2 separate regions of the Mus musculus genome follow, and region 1 is linked to region 2. The links are chromatin contacts, called in public Hi-C maps. All regions are on one chromosome and are shown on one strand. Each heading gives the region's core, a stretch centred on a gene start, on an enhancer-like site or on the middle of the called end of the contact. The rest is flanking DNA. Distances are from core to core; before and after follow the strand shown. Region 1 overlaps Hpcal1 (hippocalcin-like 1). Region 2 has its middle 4.1 kb from the start of Gm29864.

Region 1 (5,632 bases), core at 2,170-4,669, 36 kb before region 2:
CGCTCAGCTGCAAGCCACTGGTCCTCAGAGGGCAGACCCCAAGGTGCCATGAGGACACAGCCAGGGCCTTCGTGAGGACCTGCCTGCACTTGGTCCTTTTGGGAGACCCTGAAATCATAGCCTCTTTAGGCCAGATGGAGAAGGAGGCGAGGTCAGAGCCTTGCTCTAACGCCAGCCACAGGGTTATCCTCTGAGGGACAGACATGTGCCTCCAAGCTTCCTGGCAGGCTCAGGCTTTCCACAGGCACTGCTTCTTCATGAGTTGTCTTCCACATGTCGTCTGACTTTCTTCAGGGCAAGTCATCCCAGAGAGAATGAGAGGAGCTGGTGCTAGACCTCAACAGAGAGGCCTTGCCCAGCCTGGGTTCCACCCAAGGGTTGCAAGGAAATGAAATAAAAAAAAAAAAGTAAAGACCCAGCATAGCAGCTCCAGCCTTAGACCCTGGTGTCAGTGATGCCCCATTATCCTCTGTATTTTATTATTAAGGGTGAGGAATACACAAGGATTGCAGACATAGAGATGCAAAAGGAGGCAGCCTCCTTCGTGCTTGAGAATCAGATGTTCATCACAGCCACAGAAGAGACCCAGCTGCATATGACACAAGGAGAAGGGGAAATAATGCTTACAAAGCAGCATGTACCACCACCCCACAACCCTGCGACCCCATGACCACATGACCACACCCTATCACCCCCCACCCTACCCCATGACCCCACCTCCCTACTGCCCCCCAACCCCCCAGAACCCTCGATCACAGTGTCAACACTTACAAGACATAGAAACATCACTGAGTGCACCTTTCAGGAAAAAGACAAACACAATTATATCTAACACATAGACACAATGTTTCCCTTCAGGTTCTACATGTGTAGCAAGGAGACAAAACCCCATGTGTGAGCCTCTGACCTCCCTGGGCACAGGGCTTGCTGAGGAAGGAGAGTGAGCCAGGGAGCCTGCTCTGCTGGACAGTACTGGTCTCCACGGTACACTAAACAAGAATAAACCGAGGAGGAGGCACTGGTTTTGGCTGAAGCACACGCGCACATGTTTATATAATGTTCAGGTGCCCATGGAGGCTGGGTGACAGTGAGACGGTTTTATTCCTTTACAGCTGGGAGCAGCTTGAGGACACGAGTCCTATGTGCTCTGCTTCCAGAGAGCAGAACTCCTTAAATGGACAGACACAAATGGAGAGAGACACCTCGGCATGCTAATAGGGTCGAACAGGGCAATGATGAGAATTTGTAAAAACCGCATTTGTGTGTGTATTGATGTATATGTGTGTGTATGGGTACACACACCAAAGCACATGTGTGGAAGCCAGAGGACAACGTGAGGGAGTTAGTTCTTTCTTTATACCATGTGCTGTTCAGGGACCAAACTCAGGTTGTCGTACTCACAGGGAAGTGTCTTTATCTGCAGAGCCATCTTGCTGGCCATGGAGAAGGAGGGCCCTTTCGGGGGGTGGGGGTGGGGGGCTTTGCTTTCCTGTATTTTCTAGTCTTACCAAAATATGCAAGTTTGTGTGTAAAAACGGAATTAAATTTTTTTCTTCAAAAATCAAAACCAAGACCATGGTGGTGGTGAATTCTAGACCTAGGGGAGAAGAGGCAGGCAGATCTCTATAAGTTTAAGGCTAGCCTAGTCTATCTACATAGTAAGTTCCAGGCTGGCCAGAGTTATACAGTAAGACACTGTGTCAAAAAAATAAAAATGAAATAAAATCAAAACCAAAATGGCCAAGGTTGACCACCAGAACATATGGGCTTCAAGAGTGTGTGCTAAGAAATTCTCAACAGGAAAGCTGGGGCAGAGGTGAGAACAGGGCCTTGAGCACAGAAGCCACTGAACACAGGAAGCTCCCATTCTGGGTATATGGCCATGTGATGAACAGGAAGTCCCTGACCTGGATGTGTGGGCACAGGAGAAGCCATGTCCCAGTGCTGGCTCCCTTGACCTGAAACAGGCTAACTACCCCTCCCTAGAAAGCTCTTAGGAACCGGGGTGAGAGAGACACAAACCTCTGTCTCTGAGCTCAGGTACTGGCCAACCCTCTAGACTGATGATTTTCTTCACAGAGGAATCAGTCAATTTTAAAATGAGAAAATTCAGTCTACTATTCACAGTGCTCAGAAGGCTGAAGGAAGACCACGGACAGAGGCTAAGAGCAGGCTGGGCCTCTTACAACAGAGCTCAGGCAAGGACTAGCCCAAATAGTCCCCACATCCTGTGACCCTACAAACTCCCTCACAGCCCCTGGCTGAGATGCCTTCCTTGGCCACACCAGGCTTCTCTAAGCCATCATTGGCTGGGCCATAACCTGCCCCACTCCACCCACTCTGGCCTGCTAGCCTAGGGCTAGCAAGAACCTGCTGAATTAGTTGAACAACTCGACTCCACTCTATCTGATGACCTACCATTCACATTCACTCAAGTTCCTCACCCCTAACCTCCAGGGGTAGAGGGCTTGACTTGGTTATCTTCCATCTAAAGACCGACACAGGGAGAGACAGAGAGAGACAAGACACACAGGCACACACACACAACCACAGTCTGTCTCTGTTTCCCTCTCTCCCCTTTTCTTTGTCTCTCATTCCCTCGCTCTCTTTCCCTAGCCCATATCTTTGTATTGGAAGTTACACTAATCTCTCTCTCTCTTTCTCTCACACACACACACACACACATATACACACACACACACACACACAATGGAGATGACTCCTACCTACTGCAGTTGTCTCTTTTGAGGTGTAAACAAGTATCAGACCATTTTTCCTTTAGACAAAAACCTGGTGTCTTCAGGGTTTCTACTGCTGTGAAGAGACACCATGACTACAGCAACTCTTATAAAGGAGAGCATTTAATTGGGGCTTGCTTACAGTTTCAGACATTTAGTCCATTGCCACCATGGTGGGAAGGATGGCAGGCAGTGTGCAGGCAGACATAGTGCTAGAGAGGTAGCTGAGAGTTTTACATATTGATCTGCAGGTAGCAGGAAGTGACGATGACACTCTGGGCCCGGCTTAAGCATCTGAGACCTCAAAGCCCATCCCCAGTGACATACTTCCTTTAACAAGGCCACACCTCCTAAGAGTGCCACTCCCTATGAACCTATAGGGACCATTTTCTTTTAAATCATAACACTCAGGAGTTCCAGGGCCACAGCCTTACCCTTATCTCCCACCCCCTTTAGGGGGAAGCTTAGTGAAAAAAAGTTGGGGGGCCCAACATGGTCTTGCTGAGAAATACTGAGGGTGGGCATGGGGTGGCAGCTAGAGTTGAGAGAGGCCCCAAGAACATAAGACACCTCTTGGGGAGACACTGGCTGAGGACACTTAAATGGAAGGGAAGACAGTGGAGGCTCTGCCCCAACTCACTGTCATCTCCAAGAGTCACTTCCCCTCTGGGAACCACTGTGTCATCTTCTTCTGTCAAGGCAGGAAGGGTGGGGTTTGATAAGCAGGTCCAGCATTGAGTTCACAGAATGTCACTTCTGCTTCAGCATCTGTGGCTGAGGAACCCCGCGCCTGTTCTTAGAGTAGGACACAGTCCTTTGTACTGACACATGTAGGGCAAGGTAAAGGCCCCTTAAGTCTCTGCTGAATCCAGCCTTTTCCAGACCTGTACTGTTGGGGATGCTCCTTGTTTCGCATCAGACTCAGTCTCCCTCAGGCCTGTGGGAAGGATGGAGGCATCACAGGCTTCTTATTGGTGTCCTTCCTGATGCCAGGGAACAGGGCAGCATCTTGCTCCCAGCATCTGCTACTTCCATGTAGCTTGAGAGTGGATTCATGTGTTATTCTACCCCAAAGCCATGTCTGACTCCTCTTAGTGTGGCCCTTATCCACAGGGCTGAAGTGAGGAGTCAGTCCAAGGCCTAGCCAGAGCCCCAAAGCAGTAATGTGGCTCTTACCTGGCCCTCTACAGAGTTTCTGTTCTGGTAATTGTCGGGAGGCCAGCGCCAGGGACATCTCCCTGTCACAGGCCCTGGTCCCTCCCACATACCAGGTTCTTTGCTTGTCGATCATATCTCGAATGGCTCTCAAGGTTGTCACAGACCCAAGGCCACCCAACATGACCTAGGAATTCTTGAGCACATCCAAAATTATAAAGAATGGGTGCAGGTTTCAAGAACAATGGGTTAGACATGGAAGGGTCTAGAGGCTGTCCTGCTTAGTGTTCTCCACACTAAAGCTAAAGGTTTGTTTGTTTTGAACGAGACAGGGGCTCCTATAGCTCAGGTTAGCCTTGAACTCTCTACACGGCCAGGGATGACCTTGAACTTCTGATCAGCATGCCTCGACCTTTAATGCTGGGCTTTAACTACAGACACGCTCCAGCACAACTAGGTTTATATGATACTGAAGATCACCTGCAGGGCTTCATGCATGCCAGGCAAGCCTTCTAGCAGCTGAGTTCCATCCCCAGTCTGGGCTAAGGCCTGTATAATTAAACCTTCCTAAAATGTTAATAAAACACACACTGAGGTTCACAGCATGGACAGAGCCAATGAGCCCACTCAAATGAGCTGGTCCTCTGCAGCTCATCTGGGGTTGAGCATCAGTGTGATAATCCCACCCATGGCCACATTTCCAGGTCCATAGAAGACTACAAAGAATTTGTTAGGAGGAGGTAGGGAGCTGAGGGATGCCCTGAAGTCCTAAGAGGCAAATGAACCACCCTGAACAGAGGCAAAGCATCCAGGCTGATACACACATGGGAAGTCTCCAGGAACCCAAGTCCAGCACAGGGATACCAGCCAGTCTCAGAGTAGTGACTGGACTTTGCAGACAACTCTCCAAAGAGCGTTCTGAGGACTGTGTGCCACACGCAGGGCTGGAGAACAGCACTGGAGGCGACAGGAGGAAAAAGGGATATCCCTTGTCCCAAGAGAATAAAATAAGCTGTGACAGCAAGGGACAGGGAAGAGGGAAGTTTCCAGAAGCTGCTGATATGATACTCTGCAGGTGGTGAGATGAGAGGCTACACTTAACATACAAACTGCTCAGCCATGGGCAGCCAGTGGCTGGCCAAGCCAGGCATGGGCTGGGGACTCTGCATTTCCACAGAGACAGGCAGTTCTGTGTTTGGAGAACAGTGGCTTAGCCGGCATTAGTGGTGGGCAGGAAGCTAATTCCTAGAGAGAACAAGACAGGTATCCAAAAGAAGCCCAAGAAGAATTCCCTTCCTCAGGGTTAATGTTGGCTGATGCTTATTTAGGCAAACTATCACTTCCATGTGTAACAGGCTAAACTGAGCTCCCACACGTCAAGGTAATTTGCATAATTAGGTCTCCCAAACCACTTCATTGCCCGGGTGACCTACCATCTTGAATGGAGAACGTTTGGGTAGGAAAGTAACCCAAATCTTGCTATGGTGTTGAGAGCTCTCCAGGGAATGAGAGCCAGTAAAATACAAAGAGACCTATAGAGAGATGATGAGGGACTGGTCCTCATGGTTATGGAGGCTGAGATGTCCAACATCCTGCTGTCTGTAAGATGGAGCTCAGGGAGATCAGTTGGTGGGGGTTCTAGGCCAAGAACGAGGAGCATGGTGACCAAAGCGAAGAGATGGTGTCCACTCTCCCTCCTGGGTGATGACTCATTTTCATTGTCAGTTTGACTGAATTTA
Region 2 (5,747 bases), core at 880-3,379:
GCTGAACCTCAAGGAAAGGAGAAATGTGACTCGGAAGGAAGTAAAATGTCACAGGACATTTAATTAGGAACAGAGAAGTCTCCATGCATGATGCTTAAAATAAGAAAGGACCAAGAAAAGGAGGCAGGGACAGTCACTTATAGGAAAGATGTAAAAAATGATATCTGGGGACTTTTGGGCCTGACTGAGGCTAGCATATCAGACAAATGAGGAGGGAAACAAAAGTCAGAATCCTTAGCATCTCGGGTGTGGGTGATGGGGGGTGGGGTAGGGAAGAGCACACAGAAGGCATAGAGAAGCCAAGCAGAGCTGCTTTGATTGACAGACGACCCAGTCCCCAGACCTCTGACCCATGGAGAGTCAGGCATCTCCGCAGCAGGCTTTGGTGCACAGAGCAGAGGTATGACTCACAAGTCCATGGAGGCTCAGCAGATGCTTGGGTGCCAGGGGCAGGGGTAGAGCACAGTGGAGAGTGATGGCTGATGAGAGTATGCAGCTCCCACACATCCAAGCGGTCCCTGAGGATACGCTCCTGTGTGTCCTCACTGTGTCACAGCTGCTATGATGAACCCCCTGGGTGCCCACCATAGCCGTAACCTCACTTTCTCAGCTGGTCTGAGCTTTGGGGACATATGGTTCTTGGTTCTTCCTTGTCTTCTAGTGGAAAAGGCTACTTAGCCTAAGGTCCACCTGCATCCAGGATAGCCTATATCCTGAAGACAGGTCTATCTGGAGATACTAAGGTCCAGATTCCTGCCTAGAGCAACAAAGAAGGTCACTCCAACATCAGAGCCCCCTGGGGGTGGGCAGACCCTCTGTCATAGGGCTCCCAGCCTATGCCCCCCTAATACATTGGTATCTCTCTAGTAAGTCTTCTGGTCTATGAATTTCACTCCAGATCTGCTCCTCAGAGAACTGACCTAAAGCATGGGGAGAGGGTGGGGGGTGGTTTGAGAAGCAAAGAGTCTCCAAGAAAACACGGGGATTTAAGAAAATACCACATATGCTTAAAGTCAACTTGTATAGATAATGACTATGTTCAGATTGCTAACAGTCAGCTATAAATAAAAGAGATCTGAAAACTGTTGACTTTGGCAAGGTAGTCATCTAGTTCTTCCTCTGGTGAAAGTAACTGGGGAGGGTGTGTGCGTGACGATGACTCGGAAGTTAAAAGTACAGACAGTTCTTGCAGAGGACCTGAGTTCAGCTCCCAGTACCCACACTGGGCAGTTCACAACTGCCTATAACTCCAGCTTCCAGAGATCTGATCTTCTCTTCTGGACTCTGCAGGCATCCATACTCATATGTATACACACCTATACATACGTATATATGTATATGTGTATATATGTACATATAATGCATATATATAATGTATATGCACATATGTTGTTTATATGTACATATGTATATTGTATATGTATATATATACATGTGTATATAAGCATAATAAAATAATATAAGATATATTAAAAGTAGCTCAGGTTGAAATGACTCTGTAAGACAGGAAGTAGGCTGATGGTTGTTATCTAGGGCTGATAAGTGTGTTGGGAGTAGTGAATGACTGACTGCAAAGGATGCTAGGAAATTTGGGGCATGATGGAGACATTCTGTATCCTGAGACACTGGTTAAATGGGCATAAGCATCAGTCAAACTTCATTAAACTAGACACTTAAAAACGGGTGCTTTTCAAGGTTGGAGAGATGGCTCCATGGGCAAGTTCCTTGCAGCATGTCTTAGTCAGGGTTTCTGTTGCTGTGATGAAACACCGTGACCAACAGCAACTTGAAGAGGAAGAGTTTGTTTTGGCTTCACTTCCACATCATGGTCCATCAGTGAGGGAAGTCAGGACATGAACTCAAATAGGACAGGAACCTTGAAACAGAAACTGAAGAAGAGGCGGCGGAAGAGTGTTTCTTACTGGCTGGCCCTTCATGGTTTGCTCAGCTTGCTTTCTTAGAGCTTCCAGGATCACCAGCCTAATGGTGGCCCCATGCCTAGGGGTGGCTTGGCCCTCCCACACCAATCACCCAGTCATCAATCAATCAATCAGTCAGGCATCAATCAATCAAGAAAATGCACCCTAGGCTTGCCTACAGGCAAATCTACTGTGGCCATTCTGAGTAGAAGTTCCCTCTTCCTAAATGACTCTAGCTTGTGTCAAGATGACATAAAACCAGCCAGCACACATGTAAAGACTTGAGTTTGATCTCCAGAACCTGCATAAAAAGCAAGGCATGGTAGTGCGTGTCTCTTACCCCAGGGCTAGGGAGGTCCATGTCCGGGGCTTGCTGGTCAGCCAGCCAGTCACATGATTGGTGAGCTCCAGGCCTACTGGTAAGAGATCCCATCTCAACAAGGTGCATGGCAATTGAGGAAGAACAACAATGTAGCTGACCTTTTAGGTTTTACATGCACTTGTGCACACACACATACATGCAGAAAGTCATACACTAATGGGCTATTTACAGTGTTTGTTATAATTTGAGTAAGTTAATTTTAATGAAAAAGAAAGAAAAAAACAAAGAAACAAAAAAGCAGTAGCCCAAAGGTAGGAAACCTAAGATTAAAATGTCACCTCTAGGTGACAGGGACCCAGTCTTTTATGTCTTGTGTCTCTGAATGGTATGTTTTTTTACTCACAAAGCTATGCCATGACTCAGAATGGCTACAAAAACTCTGGCCTTGTATCCTTATTGGAAGAAGAAAAAGGGAAAGGGGCTTAATCCCCTTCTAAAGAGATAGTAAATGCAAGGCACATACTTTAATCCCAAGCGGAAGCAGGCAGATCTCTATAAGCATGGTCTACATAGCCAGTTCCAGGCCAGCTAGAGCATGGGGAGGAGGAGTTGGTTGGGGGACAGGGAAGGAATGGCTATGTCTTCCTATAAGAAAAGATGGAAAATGAATGAGCTGTTAACTAGACTCTTTGCGGGTCTAAATAAACTCAGGATCCTGTCCCTGGGGCTTGGAGCTAGGTAGCTTAGAAATGGTCCAAGGTGAGTGAGGCTGAGATAAAATACAGGGTGGGAAGCTGGAGAGCTGCTCAGCACTGAGGAATGCTTGCTGCTTTTGCAAAGGGCTGGAGTTGTGTTCCCAGCACCCACAGTGGATAGCTCATGATAGCCTGTAACTCCACCTCCAGGAAAGCAGGCACCTTCTTCAGGCCTCAGAACCAACTGCACTCAACATGCACATACTCATATACAGACAGATATATATATACACACACACACATACATACACTTAATACTCATATACAGACAGAGATACACACACACACACACACACACACACACACACTTAAAAGTAAACTAAGGCTAAGGGACAGGGCTGAAGAGATGGCTCAATGGGTAATAATACTTGTTGCTCTTGCAGAAGACTTGGGTTTAGCTTCTAGAACTCACCTATAATTATTTTTAGTTTCCAGACACTCATACACATTCATGCATATTAAATAAATAAATACATACATACATACATACATACATACATACTAATAAAATAAGGGGCTGGAGAGACAGATCAGAGGTTAAGAGCACCGACTGTTCTTCCAAAAGACCTGGGCTTAATTCTTAAACTACATGGGGACTCACAACCATCTGTAACTCCAGTTCCAGGGGACCCAACACCCTCTTCTGGCCTCTGATGCTATTGCATGTATATGGTACATGAACATCTATACAGGCAAAACACTCATATGCGTAAAATACAAAATAATAAAAATAATTATAAAAATAAATAAAACACATAAAAGTAAAATAAATATAGTTTGACTATCCCTAATCCAAAAGTGAAAAACTCCAAATGCTCCAGAATTCAAAAGCTTGGTGTACCAACATGATGTTACAGTAGAAAATTCCACACTGAAGCCTGCCACATGCAGGACAAGCTAAGTCAAAACACAGCCTACTAACAATACTGGATAAAATTACTTCAGGCTACATGTATCAGGTATAGAAAACACAAATACATGTCTTTGGTTTAGACTTGGTTTCCAAATCCAATAAATATATATAGTTTTTTTGTTGTTTGTTTTCAAGATAGAGTTTCTCTGGGTAGCCCTGGCTGTCTTGGAACTCATTCTGTAGACCAGGCTGGCCTCGAACTCAGAGATCTGCCTGCTCTGTGTCCCAAGAGCAAAGACTAAAGGTGTGCTCCAAATCCAGGTTATATAATTAATGGGTATGCAAAATTTCCCAAATCTGAAAAATGTTCCAAAATTCAGAACACTTCTGGTCCAAAACATTTTGGATCAGAATGTCCAACTTAGGTAGTGTGTGTGTGTGCGCGCGCGCACGTGTGTGTGTGTGTGTGTGTGTGTGTGTGTGTGTGTGTGTAAAAGAGAAGGCACTAGGAGATAGATTCGATGGCAGGTATGGCAACTCCCACCTGTAACCCTAATACTCAGGAGACTGAGGAAAAACTGCAGACAATTTGAGGTCAGCTAGGGCTGAGACCCCCGTCTTCAAGAAGGGGAAGGGGGAGGCAGGAAGGAAAGAAAGAAAGAAGGCAAAAGGAAAAAAACTGGAGCAGGGTGGGCTTTTTCCATAAGATCCAAGCCTTGGAACTATCTGGGCCGACATTTTTGAAATAGGTCTAGAATCTGCAAAGATCCAGTGCCTAACCACTTCATTGCAATAGATCATGGTCCCCTAAAGCTGCGGGGCAGCTGTGGCTGGGTTTAGAGGGGATTGGAGTGGCTCTAGAATGGATAGCACTTCTTTTAGGGCTGATGAACTGTTCTCAGATTTGTTGAGGTGATAACTGAGTAAGTGGAAAGATACTGGACACCATGGAAACATGCTTTCAGTGAACACACTGAGTGATTTCTCTCAGGCAAGGCATTATGAATCGCTGTCTTTCATTCTCCCACATCTTCCCTCAGGTCAGCTGTGTGGTAGGTCTGCCTTCTGGCCTTTTACACACTGACTGCTTCCTCATTGAAGAGTCCTCCTTCCCTCTTTCCCTCCTCCGCTGAAACCCTTCCCGTTCTTCTGCAGCCAGCATTATGCCCAGACACACTGGACAGAGACTGAGGCTGTAAGAAATCATGTGCTCGGTATATACTTCCAAAACACCTCTCAGGACAAACAGGAAACAGAAACCCTGATGCCAAAATCCATGATGCCATAGAAAGTCCTGAATCCTCTACTCTGTTCACATGCATTGCCAATCCATGCCTACCTTATGCCTGTCCAGGGGACTTCATATCCACATGATGCTCATGATGGTGAGTGTCTGTGTACGGGTATGTGCATGTGAGTGCAGATGCCTTCAGAAGCCAGAAGAGGATGACACTCTCCTGGAGGTGGAGTTGTAGGCTATCAAGAGCTGCCCACTATGGGTGCTGAGAACGGAATCCCCCAGCCCCCCTCTGCAAGAGCAACAAGCGATCTTAAGTGCTGAACATCTCTCCAGCCCTTTAGCCTGTATTTCATTTCAACCATACTCACACTGCACTATTTCTAAGCTACCTAGCTCCAATCCCTTGGAACAGGATCCCAAGTTTATGTAGACCCACAAAGAGTCCAGTTAAAAGCTCGTTCATTTTCCATCCTTTCTTATAGGGAGACATGCATCATTGGAGGCTGCAGGTCACTGGGATCTGAAGACAGCATCTGAGGCAGGGAAGGTGAAGGGAGGGGAGATAGATCCCAGGTTGGGGTAAAAGAGCGGTCACCCTGGTTAAGGATGGAGGATGGCTTACTGGCCCCAGCCACCCACACCAAGCCTCCTGGAGCAG

What was found. A called contact is a pair of places that touch in the nucleus more often than the background predicts.
Region 1: a Hi-C map of erythroblasts shows a contact between it and region 2, with 2.0 times the contacts expected there. The contact joins two enhancer-like sites. A contact is called at or near these places in 13 of 39 promoter capture datasets (the 3T3-L1 cell line, 3T3-L1-derived adipocytes, the C10 cell line and 9 more), 1 of 15 datasets of contacts at CTCF or cohesin (embryonic stem cells), 9 of 484 Hi-C or Micro-C datasets (ECoMG-derived neutrophils, bone marrow-derived macrophages, conventional dendritic cells and 6 more), 6 of 115 datasets of contacts at active chromatin or transcription factors (CD8 T cells, double positive thymocytes, embryonic stem cells and 1 more) and 3 of 9 other capture datasets (adipose tissue, liver and pancreatic islet).

The regions. Positions count from the first base shown.
Region 1 is chr12:17,713,703-17,719,334 of GRCm38.p6, reverse strand. All of the region lies in intron 1 of Hpcal1 (hippocalcin-like 1), which reads right to left. Gm40842 (a long non-coding RNA gene) reads right to left here. Exons shown (of 3, transcript XR_001780564.2): 2 at 772-5,632; 3 at 1-589. Among named protein-coding and RNA genes, the nearest start is that of Gm40842, 5.1 kb to the right of the region's middle. Within about 2 kb of position 3,419, at least 88 of the 459 cell types and tissues checked have an H3K27ac peak or open chromatin away from gene starts, as enhancers often do. A contact at or near this core is called in adipose tissue, bone marrow-derived macrophages, conventional type 1 dendritic cells and 2 more, where this site is marked.
Region 2 is chr12:17,675,828-17,681,574 of GRCm38.p6, reverse strand. No RefSeq gene overlaps it. Among named protein-coding and RNA genes, the nearest start is that of Gm29864, 4.1 kb to the right of the region's middle. Within about 2 kb of position 2,129, at least 30 of the 459 cell types and tissues checked have an H3K27ac peak or open chromatin away from gene starts, as enhancers often do. A contact at or near this core is called in adipose tissue, bone marrow-derived macrophages, conventional type 1 dendritic cells and 2 more, where this site is marked.